Regions from separate parts of the Mus musculus genome. Here all the other regions are linked to region 2. A link is a contact called in public promoter capture Hi-C data. All regions are on one chromosome and are shown on one strand. The core of a region is the stretch at or near the end of the contact, and the rest is flanking DNA. Distances in the headings are between cores, read along the strand shown.

Region 1 (4,176 bases), core at 559-3,058, 450 kb before region 2:
TTCTTATTTCAGGACTTACGACATGACGAGGGTAGGAATACTGCGAGAGCACCTCAGTTGCTCTCAGTATTCCTACCCAAGGCTCTCAGTCTTGGGAAACTGTCGAGCTTTCTTAGCGTGAACTATCTAAGCAGTAGGTTGCTTTGCTTCACAGTCTTCTGACCCCTCCCCCCTGCTCTGCTGTGTATTCCCGCGGAAGCCCCTACCCTCTCAGATGTGCTACCCTACCTTTTAGCAGCCAAGAGAGCTAGTCTCCTTTTCACGACACTCTGGTCAGAGCCGTTCTGTTTTACATCATAAGTTTATTATTAGCATGTGCATCTGTACATGGGTGTGAGCACACGTGTGTGTGTGTGCTGTGCATGTATGTGCGTGTGCTCATGTAGGGGGGGCATGTTTTATGTTTTGAAGCAGCTTCAGGTTCTCACCAGAGGTGAGGCGAGGGCCCAGAGATTCTTTTTACGTTTGCATCTCCATATAGACATCTTTCTTCATCATTAATATTGCCACCAGAATGGTACATTGATTACAGTGATGAGTCTGTAGACATTTTGGAGAATTTTTTTTTTTTTTTTTGGTTTTTCTAGACAGGGTTTCTCTGACAGCCCTGGCTGTCCTGGAACTCACTCTGTAGATCAGGCTGGCCTCGAACTCAGAAATTCGCCTGCCTCTGCCTCCCAAGTGCTGGGATTAAAGGCGTGTGCCACCACGCCTGGCGAGAATTTTTTTTTAACCATTGAGGAAATTCACCTCTTCTTTAGTGTTCTGAGGTTAGTGGTTGTTTTGTTGTTGTTGTTTTTAGTCGTGGATGGGTATTGGATTTTGTTAACCGCTTTTCTTATTCTTCATTAGCTTGCTGATGTTCTGAATTACATTAATAGACTTTTAAATATTTAACTAGTGTTGCCTAGTTGGATCACACCCCACATGGCCCTGATGGATAGGTCTTTTTTTCACTGATGGATCCAATTTGTTCACAGTTTGTTGAATATTTTAATGTATTTGTTCATATACATGTCTGCATTCTCCCTTCCCTCCAATATTTTCCTCTCAGCATTAGGGGAGTGCTGACTTCATTTATCCGGGTTAGAGAGTGTTCACTCAGACAGTCCGGCTGGAGGATACGGCAGGGCTTATCAAGCAGATGCAACTCCAGTTGATACACACAAAGTCCTCATCCTGTATCTGTACCTTGGACAGTGTGCTTATTTCCTGATTCAGCAAATCTCAGTTTTTAGCCCAGACCTGCTGTGTCACCTGCATGATCATGGATCCACTAATGGCTACTTCAGCAAATAATTCCTGAACCCATGCCAGGCTGGAAAAGAGCAGTGAATAAAAAAAGAACAAAATTCTTGACTTCTACCTTGTATTTTTTTTTTCCCCTCATGATTCACTGAACAACTTCCTGTATTTTTCCAGTATCTACACAATGAGCTAAGCATGGTGGCACATGCCTTTAATCCCAGCGCTCAGGAGGCAGAGGCACCTGGAGCTCTGTGACCTCAAGACCAGCCTGTTCTATGAAGTGGGTTCCAGATCACACAGTGAGACCTTCTCTCAATAAAACATTTAAAAAAAAAGATAATCTGTCTGCCTGGTTGGGACAGCTGTGTTACATAAGCTAAGGCACGCTAAGGCATGTAAGAACATTCTGTGTGCCTGCTACTGTTATTATCATTATGCACCAATAGTTTAACATTGTTCTGTATTGGCTGATTCAGTAGTTACAATCTAGCCTTAGAGATGCCCAGGCCACTCCCCCACTCCCTGCCCTAACTCTGTAGTCCTGTAGTTTCTGGCTCTCTGCTTCTGCAGGTGGCCCTTGTGACCTCTGGATTTACTCATCTATCTTATGAAATCCCTTTGTTGACCTAGAGTTACCTTGCTTGGCAAATAGTTGGGTAACTTTCTGCTTTTGAAATTACAAAAAAATTGCAGTGTGTGTGTGTGTGTGTGTGTGTATGATAGGTATGTGGGTTTAAGTGCAGACACACACATGCCACAATGTAAGTAAGTGTGGAGGTCAGAGGACAAGCTTGGGTATCAGTCCCAGCCTTCCACTTTGTGTGAAACAGGGTCTCTGTTTGCACTCACTGTGTGTGCTAGGGTAACTGGCTTGAGAGCTTCCAGCCATTCTCCTGCCTTTCCTCCCACTCTGCTGTAGGAGCGCTATGGCTTCAGGTACATCCTGCCGTGCAGGTTTATGTGGGCTCAGAGGATCTAAACTCAGATCCTCATGTTTTCTTCTTAGGGCTAACTGTCTCCTCAGCCCTACACTTTAATTTATGAAAAGGAAGGAGGTGAGGAACACAATTTATTGATGATCCAATGGTTTTTTGTCTGTATGCTCTCTAAAGATTGTGGACTTTTGGCTTAGGTTACAGTGATAGTGGATTCTATTAGTTCTCTTTAGTCATGCCTGAACATAAGTCAAAAACCTGCTGTCTGGAGCACTCTAGCATGGATAGCCTTCACTGCTTAGCCTGACCCAGTGGAGATGAGAAAGAAAACACCCTCCCTCCTGTTAAGGAGCCTACCTCTGTTCCAGAAATCTGGGGCTCTTCATCTTCACTGTGTCCACAAAGATCCCCAAAACAACACCTGCTCAGCCTGACAGTGGCTCTACCCTACCTAGAGAGCGAGCTATGTAAAGATAGGTAATTATAAATAAAGTCTTATTACTCTCTTTGGCTTGGCACCATTAAACACAATAATCAGATTTGAATGCCCCATTGCCATGGATTTCATTCCCGGCCCAGATGGCATCCCTGAGTTCTAATCCTCGCTCACCGCTTTAGCCGTCCTCACATGTTCTTGATTCTACATCAAATTAGGTCTTTGCTCTTCACTCTCCTCCCCGGAAGTCAACATTTTAAGCACTAAGTTTTACATCGTTCCACATTTCTCTTCTTTTCCCTGCAAGACACCTGAGTCCAGTGCTGGAGGAAGCTGCTTTCTAATCTCTGGTTGTTGTTTCATTTCCTCTCTCCAGCATTTGGACCTTTCATGGCCACCCTTTCTCCGGCTAATGAGCTTGTTTCTTTCCAGCATCCCAGCCTTTTGCGTTTTCTCTCTTGGTTTTATATATGTGCTTGAATGTGTTCTCACAACTGACTGTGTAGTTGGAAGTGTTGTGGCTGAACAGTATTTGGAGACAAAGCTGCTTGACCTCAGCCTGGTTCAGTCAGTTGCCTCAGGAGCAGCTTGGCAGGTACTGGCTCCCGCATTGGGTCAGCTCCTGGGCGCCCCCTGCAGTCTTCCTACATTTGTAGCATCTGCAACCTCATTCCCTTCCTTTGCACACTTCCCACACGGCCCCTATCCCCACCCCTGACAGCAAGAGTGATGTTAAGAAAGACAGATGACACCCAAATGGAGGTGACAAAGGAATCGCATGAGAGACATAACAACAAACAGAGCTCTGAGACATGTTTTCCCCAAAGACTCCATCCCTTGCCGCACATCTGACTTTCTCTAGGGAAGGAAATGAAAAGACACTGTGGACTCCAGCAGTTTAGACTCCTTTGGGTTACAAGCCTTGTTAGAGGAAGCTGAGCCTGAGAATAGATTTATCTCTTGAGAAAACAGGAACGTATCTCATAGCAAGCACTGAAAAGATGAATTAAATTATCTAGTTATAATTGCCCCAAGAAGCTAATCTTAGTAACCCAGAGAGAGGAATAATTATGTTGGATGAGTAGTAAAGAATGTGGATTCTACCTCTGGAATCTTCTTTTATTTTTAATTATGGCAATCACATCAAATCAACCAGTTTAGTCTTTTTAAGGCTATAAGTGAGTGACAATAAGTGCAGTCACGATGCTATATGAACACCATCAGTCTTTATTGCTACAATGTTTTTATTACCCCAAAGGAAAACTTGTGTCCTTTAAGCAATAACTGTCACCACTTTCAACTGTTAATAGCATCTATTCTAGTTTCTGTCGGGGAACTTGCCAACTTTAGGTCCAACACATAAATGGTGGCATCGATGTTTATTGCGAATCAAATCCAGATCCACACCCCCAGTCGACCGTGATAGTTTTTAGAGTGAAATTCTTACACATTTCTTCTTCCCTTCTCTTCATCACCCAGTCACAATAAACAACGAAGGCTCTTTTGAAACTTTTGGTGAGCTTTGGAGATAAAGGGGTAGTCCAGTGCGTGAGCCTT
Region 2 (4,356 bases), core at 1,701-4,200:
TAGTTCCCCTTCTAACCCCCAGTGCTAGCCCTAAATGGCCACAACCAGTCAGAAAGCCAAGTGAGTCTCCCACACAGTTTAGCTTAGAGGGTCATGAGAGTGGGACTTACCAGGTGGAGCAGGCCTGGGTAAGGGTAACAGGTGGAGCAGGGAGGAGCAGGAGGAGCCAGATGGAGTGGGAGGAGCAGAGGGAGGAGCAGGGGAGGAGCAACAGGAGCAGATGGAATGGAAGGAGCAGGTAGAGTAGGAAGAGCAGGAGGAGGGGGAGCAGAGGAGGAGCGGGAGGATCAGATAGAGTGGGAGGAGCAGGAGGAGCAGATGGAGTGGGAGGAGCAGGTAGAGGAACAGGAGGAGGGGGAGCAGGAGGATTGGATGGAGTGGGAGGAGCAGGAGGAGAAGGAGCAGGTGCAATAGAGTGTGCAAACAGAAGAAACTCGGCATTTTCATAGCCATGGATTTAAGGCAGTCCTTTGAGAATGGAGCAGTATGGTAACACCAATATTTGCTTATATCTTCAAGCCAACTTCATAGGCTTTCTCTTCTCATATCATTGGCTCACCAGAACTTAACCTCAGCATCAATATTAACAGTATGGTGGGACATCATGCTTCATGACTAGGGAGCCTGAATGACAAGTGTGGAAAAGACTCCTGAAGGTAGTTCCTGAGGCTGTGTGCACTCCATCCTCTCCAGACCCACATGTCTGAATACTTGCTACTCAGCAAGTGACAGAGTCTGTAGAACCTTCTAGACATGATGCTTAACTCTGCCCCCAAGGGTTGAGAGTTGCTGACCCTGTCTCAGGCCTGCTGATACAATGTAACGACTGCCCCATTGCCACAGTTAAGAACTACCTGCCGCCATGCCTTTCCCACCACAATAGACTGTGTCCCTGAGCCCGAGCCAAATAAATCCCTTAAGCGATTCCTCTTGAATACTTTATTATGGAGACAAGAAAAGTAACAATTGCAGCATTGCAGGAAGGGCATGGACCAAAGTGACCATTCTAGAATGGAGGTAGCTATGCTGAAGCCAATAAAAGCCAGGCCCACGCTGTAGCCCCGCTGTTTCTGCTCCTGGCAAAGGCTTCAAAGGAAGCCCCAGGAAGAGTCCCATAATGGTTTGGGTCTCAGGGCATCTGTGGCACTGTTTCTTGTGGTGAGGGATGAAGGGCTCTTGCCTAGGAGATTAATCAGGACAACATGCAAACCACAGCAGCCTCTGCACAGTGAGAGGGAAACTGCTCTTCAAGGTTCTGGAAGAGTTAAAGGCAACATGGAGCAGCAAGAGAAAGAACTCTGTAATTCTGAATGAGTCAAGTAGATTAAAAACCACGCACACTCCATTTTGCAAGCATCCTTACAAACCCCAAACACGTGAGAGCAGTTGGCTTTAAGAGAGGGAACTAGGAACACTGGCTCGTGCCTGTAATCTCAGTACTGAGGAGGCTGAGGCAGGAGAATCGCAAGTTCAAGGCCAGCCTGGGCCACATAGCAAGTTTGAGGCTAGCCTGGGCTGCATGAGACCTGTCTAACAACAACAAAAGTCCACAAAGGAAGAGAACAGGAGGGGAATGGCAGTGGACCAAGACAAGTACTGGGCTCACGTCAAAGCTTCACTCCACAACACCTTGTAGAGAATGTCATCGTTGCTTTAGCCTGTAAAAGAAACAGCAGTGAGTAGATCTGTAGTGTGCGCCGTGTGACCCAGACCTGTCTGAAATGCTGGTCCATGGAGACTTGTTCCCGGGTGAGGTTCCACAAAGACCTCTGGTCCCATGTGTGCAGGGTAAGAGACTGCCTGGACAGCCTCACCCTGGCTCCCTAGCAGGCTCCTGGGTGAATGTGTATGTGTGTTCATGGGGTGGGGGTGTGATGTGTGCACACACCTGCACACTTTGGGGATGTGAGCAACACACAGGAGATGAGATTCAGAGCCCCAATGAAGATCAAAGTTTTAACTCACAGGCAGAAGAAATGGCTCAGCATTTAAGAGAACTGGCTGCTCTTCCAGAGGTCCTGAGTTCAATTCCCACAACCACATGGTGGCTCACAACCATCTGTAATGGGATCTGGCGCCCTCTTCTGGCATGCAGGTGAACGTGCAGATGGAGCACTCGTAAACACTAAATATATAAATAAAATAAATAAATAAAATCTTTAAAAGAAATTTAAGATTTCTTTGGTGGTTTTGAGAATCCCCACCAACATTAATTCCTCTCTTCAGATTCCAAAGTCCCTTCTGCTTGAAAATGCAAACGTGTACCTGGCAGCCCCTGTGTGGTTGGTTGGCTGTCTCAACAGCTTCCCTCATTAACTCCCAGGCGGTTTTGTGTTTGTTTGTCTGGCAGATTAGCGCCTATCACCTGGAAAACTGAGAAAACCAAGCCTAAAGGGATGAGCCACTAGATCTGGATAAGAGCGGGGGCAGTGGAGGGAGTGTGTGTGGCGGGGGTGGGGGATGGGGGGTGGGGGGGGGTAATATCCCAGGGAGCTAGGTACAAGGTAGGGGCCAGGCTTCCCAGCAGAGGACTTCAGACTTCAGGATATATGTATGTTCCAGCTGGTGAGGGGGCACAGAAGGCAAACATGTGAGTTTGCCAGGGGATGCTGGGATCTGGAGGCATCAACCCACCTCCTTGCCCAAATCAGGCAGTGTAGGGATTGGGGGGAGTCTGCAGCACCTGAAAGGGTTCCAGGCCTCTTCCTGAGCCTTGGTTTATTGCCCTCTGTCTCTGCCCTATTGGCACGTGTTCTATGGGACTCTGTTTGGTTTAACCCCATATTCTTCACGTTCTTCTGTTTCCCTTTACTGTGGGAGGAGACAGGCTTGACTTCATGCTCATGGCTCACATTTCCCGTTTACATCAGGAGAGCTGGTGAGCACCTCGGGAGAGAAGCTGCTTCCTGGAAGCCAATTGCCCTCTGACTTCGTGCCCTCTGACCCCACGCCTCTGTCACATGCCACACTAGGGAAGAGAACCTAGAAGCGTGTCCTTTTGGACTTGGCCTGGCAGATTGAATATGGTCCTCTAAAAGATATGCCTAAGTCAGACCGGTGCCTGGGACTGTGCCCTCATCTATGGCCTACAAGCACTCTCTAGCACTGAGCTATATCCTCAGCCCTGGAAACAGGGTCCTTACGAACTGAGTTAAGTTAGTGCTTGGCTTAGTCCATTTGAGCTGTCAGTTGGAACAGCCATGCCATATACCAAATGGCTTATACACTAGAAATGTATTACGCACATGTCTACAGGCTGGAAATGCTCAGTGAAGACCACTCTCTGCTCCTTTCTGTGTCCTCACATGATGGCAGGGCAAGAGCCCCCTCTGGGGTCTTATAAGAGTTCTCCCTTCTCTCCTGATCACGTCTCAAAGACCTTGTCTTCCAATACCTTCCATAACAGCATATTGGGGATTAGACTTCCACATACAAATAAGGGGCCAGGGTTGAAGAATTTGGGGGCTGACACAAACAGGCAGGAACTGCGGTCATGCAGACAACAGCCAAGGAAGGCCTGCCAGTGGTACCAGAAACTAGAAGCAGCAAAGCCCAGCCCCCAGTGCTTTCCCTAAGGGAGCATTTTGTACTCCCTTTCGTACTCTACTCATTTTGCAGAAAAGAGAAATCCCTTGGGTACGAAGGGCTGAGCCCCCAGCTACATCAGCCAGGTCCAGCATGGGGCTGGAAGCCCCATGCCTCGCCATGCTGGCCTTCCTTTTGTAGCACCTCCACAGGAGCCTGAAGTACAGAGCAGTGTGGGGAGGCTGGAGAGCCCGAGGTCCTTGGCAGGAGTCACCCTGATGCTGTCTTCTCGGCTGCATCCTAGAGTCACTTCCAGCCACCTCCTGAGCTGCATGGAGGGCGGTGCCAAGCCCACCAGCTCACTTCAGGTGGTTTCATGCCCCATAAGAGAGTCAATCAGAAATAACACACGCGGCAGCCGGCCTGGGGCCTAACGCTCCAGTGGGCAGCTGCTGAGGTGACTGCCGAGAAAATAAACTAATTCCCAGCCCTGGTGGGGAGAAATAACAGCATCAGCCATGAGCACAAGCAAAGCCCTGGTCTGCAGAGCCCCAGCCAATAAAGAGAGCTAAAAATATAAGCAGGCCATGCGCCTTCCCTTCCCTACCGCTGGCCACATCGCTCGGCTTGCTGAGAGAGCTTCATGTCCAGGCAAGTGCCTGTCTGCTCTATGGCCTTGCCTCAGGCGTGGCCAGAGTGGCCTGTGCTGGAGGCACAGGCCTGAAGAAGAGAGAAGGAAAAGATGGGGTGGTCCCTCTGGCTCCCAGGAGCTCCTGGTGAGACCTGACTTGGTCATGTAGCCCCAGGCTACTCCCTGTCGGCTCACCCGAG
Region 3 (4,126 bases), core at 505-3,004, 350 kb before region 2:
GAGGTGCTGATTGCAGAACTACCTACACTGTGTTTAGATAAATTACTTTTTTTTAAAAAATGTAACATTTATATTCAAGGCAAGTTTAGTGCAGCCATCCAATGCTTTGCAGTTTTGCAGGCCAGAGCTGTAGGCTTCATTCCTTGGTGGGCTAATTAGCTTTGGGCTGGGAGAATTTTTGTTCTGTTTAGAAACCAAACATTTAAGTTCCTCATGTATTCTAGACTCTGTGGTTCTGAGGAATTGTTTTTATTAACAAGATGTTTATAATTTTAGGCGTGTGCGTGTGTGTGTGTGAGTGTGCGTGTGCGTGTGAGAGAGTGTTGGCCAGCAGGTGGATGGTGGATGGAATGATGGATGGTGGTGCTTTGCCCCCACTGTTCTCAGTAAAGGCTTTTCAGCGCTGACTAGAAAGGGAAGCTGAAGGACACAGATGCTTGCTCTTTCCCCAGCAACTGACAGGCCTATTGGTTAGGCATATTTTTGGTGTCACTTTTCATTTTAGCCTTTCTTTGAATATTTGCAGTCATTTTATAGGGCGTTCACATTTTATAGTTCTAATCCACCCACTATTATGCTGTGTAGCTGGATTGGCTTACAGAATCTTATTTATGTCCACCTTGGTGGAGGGCTGCTTTGCAACCAGACCTCTGTTCAGCTTAGCCGTGAAGACATTGTAGAAACTCGGTGTTCTTTACTCTGTCATTTCTCTGCTTGGCATCAGTCTGTCCTTGTTTTGTTGTGTGGCCCTCGGTAAGGCTGAGCAGCAGCAGCAGCAGCGTGTGATGTAGGGCATCTGATAGGCTTGCTGGCCCCACACTGGTCCTCAGTTTCTGCTTCTGTCAACGCAGAGTCTGGAAAATCTATACATTAGATGGTTATAATTTCTAGTTTCTGCTCGCTTGCTTGCTTTCTTTTTTCTGTCTCTATGCAGTTTGATTTTCTGGGTCAAGTAGATTCCTCATTTCTTCAAGTCTATTGCAGGCTAACCATGTAGTTGGTACTCAGTTTTATAAGGTGCTTGAATTCTCAGTAGCTCCTGCTCATAGTCTTTGGCTGCAGATTGGCAGAGTACATTGACCCTTAACTGTGATTCTGCCATTAGTCCACCAGAAGACCAGGAGGCCCAGACTCTTTCCTTGGGTGGCTGCCTTTTGTAAGGTGGGCTGCAATTAGGAGAAAGCCTCCTCCTTATTCATATGAAGTTTGCTTAGCATCTGCTTCTCCAGCTGGATGGCTAGTTTTAGATGACTGGTGTGCAGGAGCTGTAGGTGGAACTTTGTAAGGGATTGCTGGTGTGTGCAGGGTTCCCTTGTCAGCCTTCTGCTCCTCCAGGCTTGGTCTTGAGGCCCAGGCCCTATGAGTTGGGGTGCAGGTGTATTGAGTACCCTCATTGGAGCTTCTTTACCTTTTACTGCAGCGGATGGGAGAGAGCTCACTGTGTTTACATGGCAGATCGACAGACAGTGTCATGTGCTAGTTTGACGGTAGGGATATCCAGATTATTAGCCCAGTTAGCAGGGAGACTTCACATCATTCAACTCACCTTATTGTATCCACTTGTGATTTCTTATAAAAAGGGAGGAAGTTCTGGTAGCACTTTGCTGGTCCCTTCCAGCGTGTGTTAAACCTCCAACTCAGCGTTTTCCCAGGAAAATGTCCGAGTTCCTTCCTGCCGCCTGAGCTACTTGGAGCCTTTCTGTCAGAGCACAACTGTGGCTTGCCTGGAAGATTGCTCTGAGCCCCACCTCCTCCCTCTAAAAGCTTTTCGCCTCACTCCGCCTGCTTTGCCTACTCCAGTCCTCCTCTGAGGAAGAGTAGCTGACTCCTTCAGCTCAGGCAGGCTTATCTGCAGGGGAGCTTAGTTAGTTCTGGGCTGCCTGGATCTAGAAATAGCAGAGCTGTGGAAGATGACTGCTCCTCTGGGTAAAGAACAGCAGGTAGAGGAAGGCAGTTCCTCTTGTAAGGAGAGTTCTCAATCCAAGAAGATAGAAATGAGCCTGATACTGTTGAAGGAAACTGACAAATGTAAAACTCAGTGCAGTAAAACCCTGCAGCCTTTCGTTTCTTACCACATCACCTAGCAAGAAATGTGTTCTGAGGGCTGGAGCGGTAGTGTTTCGTCCTGTCCTGCCTGTCTGTGTTATAGATCTGCTCGCATGTACTCAGGGAAGCAGGTGCTCTCTGGCAGAGTCCCGTTGTTTCTGTTCTCTTTCCTCATCTCGCTCTTAGTAGATGTCCCTGCAGGTGTGATCATGGCTGTGCTTGCTTTTGCATTTTATTTGGATCCCTCCCCCATCCTAGGTTCTTCCATCTCCACTCGATGATCTCTCTCCCAGGAATGGATTCTCCTACAGGAAATAAGAGGTGACCCCTTGTATTTCAAATGAAGAGTCTCTCCTAGTGAACAGTCTAGGCAGCTTGGTTGGTGGCTCGCTCCTGCGCCTGTCATGTTAGCCTCACAGGAGCTCCTTGTGTACCTTGTGTCGCTTGTAAAGCCTTGCTGTGGCTTTCCATGCAACACGAACCCGTCGTGAATTCTTAGCGTTGTTAAATTGTCTCTCATTTAGCTGCCTTGCTGTGGTTCATCCAGAAAGAGCAGCTTCTTGAACATGAATTCACTACCTCAGAAAGGGGCAACAACAAAACCGCCTTCTACTTTGCTTGAGCAACAACAACATTTAAACTGTTTCTGTAATGCCGTGGTGTACTCTACAAACTACATTTGTGCAGTTTAAGCAAGACTCGTGTCCTGCTTCTAGAATTTAAATCAGTTGATGCTTTCATTGGCATATTTTCTTGCTGATATTTATAGATACATATTTAAGGAGACTTGTCAAGGCTTTTAAATAGTGAGGTAGACTGGTCCTCATTTTAACTTTTTTTTGTTGTTGTTGTTGTTGTTGTGGGGTTTTTTTTTTTTTTTTTTTTTTTTTTTTTTTTTTTTTTTTTTTTTTTTTTTGATACAGGGTCTGGTTCTAGCTGCCCTAGAACTTGCTATGTAGATTCACCTCCCTCTGCATTCTAAATGTCTGGATAAAAGGCATGTGCTACCACGCCCTGCTCACATTAACTGTTTTAATGTCCTCCTTTAAACTTGGTACTTCGTACTAGTAGTAGGAGATTTAAAAAATATAGCTGCTAGAAAAGGTAAGCTTTGCCTCATTGATGTTGTGGGAGGTCGCAAGCCTTCAGCAGGTTCCTCTTCTCTTTATAGATAGGCTTACTTTCTTTGCTCTTTTTTTTTTTTTCTTTTTCCTTTCCTGACCTCTCAGATCCTGGGATGATAGTCTATACCTGGCTCATTCCCCTCTGATTACCATCTTACATCATTCTTTCTTCCCAATTGCATGGTCTTCATTACTAAAGTTTCTCTTTCTCCTTTTCTCCCTCTTCAACAAGTCCATCTCGGCTCTGTTGTTTGCTTGTTGTGGGCTGGTCTGTCTACTTTGGGGATCTTAAGCTTCTGTGGTAAGGAGAGCTAACTGCTTTCACATGCAATCTGGCACAGAGGCCATAACATTCTAAGCACAGTGTTTATATATGTGTGTGTGTGTAAGGGGAACACATGGATTTTATAGCTCAATGTTCCCATCCATGCATTCAAATAGTTGTGCACTGGAAACATTTTGGGGAAAACCATACATCTATATTCAATAAGAACTGATTTTTCTTATCCAAATAGTCAAATCTAGGACTTCACAAAAACTTGCCATTATTTCTTAAACAAATGAGCATTCAAATAACCTAGCCCCTTCATTCCATTTTCCCTGCTTCCCTCCTTTCCTTCCCCCTCACCTCACTGCACACAGGGGTGTGTGTGTGTGTGTGTGTGTGTGAGAGAGAGAGAGAGAGAGACCGGGGGGGGGGGTGTTGATTGATTATTAGTTTGTCATGGAGAGCTAATCTTTGGATACTGAGGGATTTTTTAGAGTCTTGGTGGCCCTGAATTCATGTTCTGAACTTGGAGATTAGGGTCTCTGGTGTTTCTGTTTCTGGCTGTTCTTTGACCTTGCCATGTCTCCTTTACCTCTGTTCCCCTTCCCTGCTAGGAAATTGATGCCCATATGTACACTTCTAAGGGATCCCCTGGTGCAGAGTTCTACAAGGGCAAATCATTTGATTG

What was found. Promoter capture Hi-C pulls out the DNA fragments that hold promoters and counts their contacts.
Region 1: a contact with region 2 is called in a promoter capture Hi-C map of liver, with 2.3 times the contacts expected there. The contact joins two enhancer-like sites. A contact is called at or near these places in 8 of 39 promoter capture datasets (the 3T3-L1 cell line, embryonic stem cells, hippocampal neurons and 2 more), 1 of 484 Hi-C or Micro-C datasets (nephron progenitors), 7 of 115 datasets of contacts at active chromatin or transcription factors (the 230-238 cell line, the NIH/3T3 cell line, double positive thymocytes and 2 more) and 2 of 9 other capture datasets (adipose tissue and liver).
Region 3: a promoter capture Hi-C map of liver shows a contact between it and region 2, with 2.0 times the contacts expected there. The contact joins two enhancer-like sites. A contact is called at or near these places in 1 of 39 promoter capture datasets (liver), 13 of 484 Hi-C or Micro-C datasets (the C10 cell line, the C2C12 cell line, Th2 cells and 8 more), 6 of 115 datasets of contacts at active chromatin or transcription factors (differentiating embryonic stem cells, embryonic stem cells and hepatocytes) and 2 of 9 other capture datasets (adipose tissue and embryonic stem cells).

What each region holds. Positions count from the first base shown.
Region 1 is chr6:28,457,498-28,461,673 of GRCm38.p6, forward strand. No RefSeq gene overlaps it. Among named protein-coding and RNA genes, the nearest start is that of Pax4, 10 kb to the left of the region's middle. Within about 2 kb of position 1,809, at least 13 of the 459 cell types and tissues checked have an H3K27ac peak or open chromatin away from gene starts, as enhancers often do. A contact at or near this core is called in liver, where this site is marked.
Region 2 is chr6:28,902,536-28,906,891 of GRCm38.p6, forward strand. It overlaps a transcript of Snd1 not described here. Among named protein-coding and RNA genes, the nearest start is that of Gm40357, 60 kb to the right of the region's middle. Within about 2 kb of position 2,951, at least 17 of the 459 cell types and tissues checked have an H3K27ac peak or open chromatin away from gene starts, as enhancers often do. A contact at or near this core is called in liver, where this site is marked.
Region 3 is chr6:28,553,422-28,557,547 of GRCm38.p6, forward strand. All of the region lies in intron 10 of Snd1 (staphylococcal nuclease and tudor domain containing 1), which reads left to right. Among named protein-coding and RNA genes, the nearest start is that of Snd1, 75 kb to the left of the region's middle. Within about 2 kb of position 1,755, at least 26 of the 459 cell types and tissues checked have an H3K27ac peak or open chromatin away from gene starts, as enhancers often do. A contact at or near this core is called in liver, where this site is marked.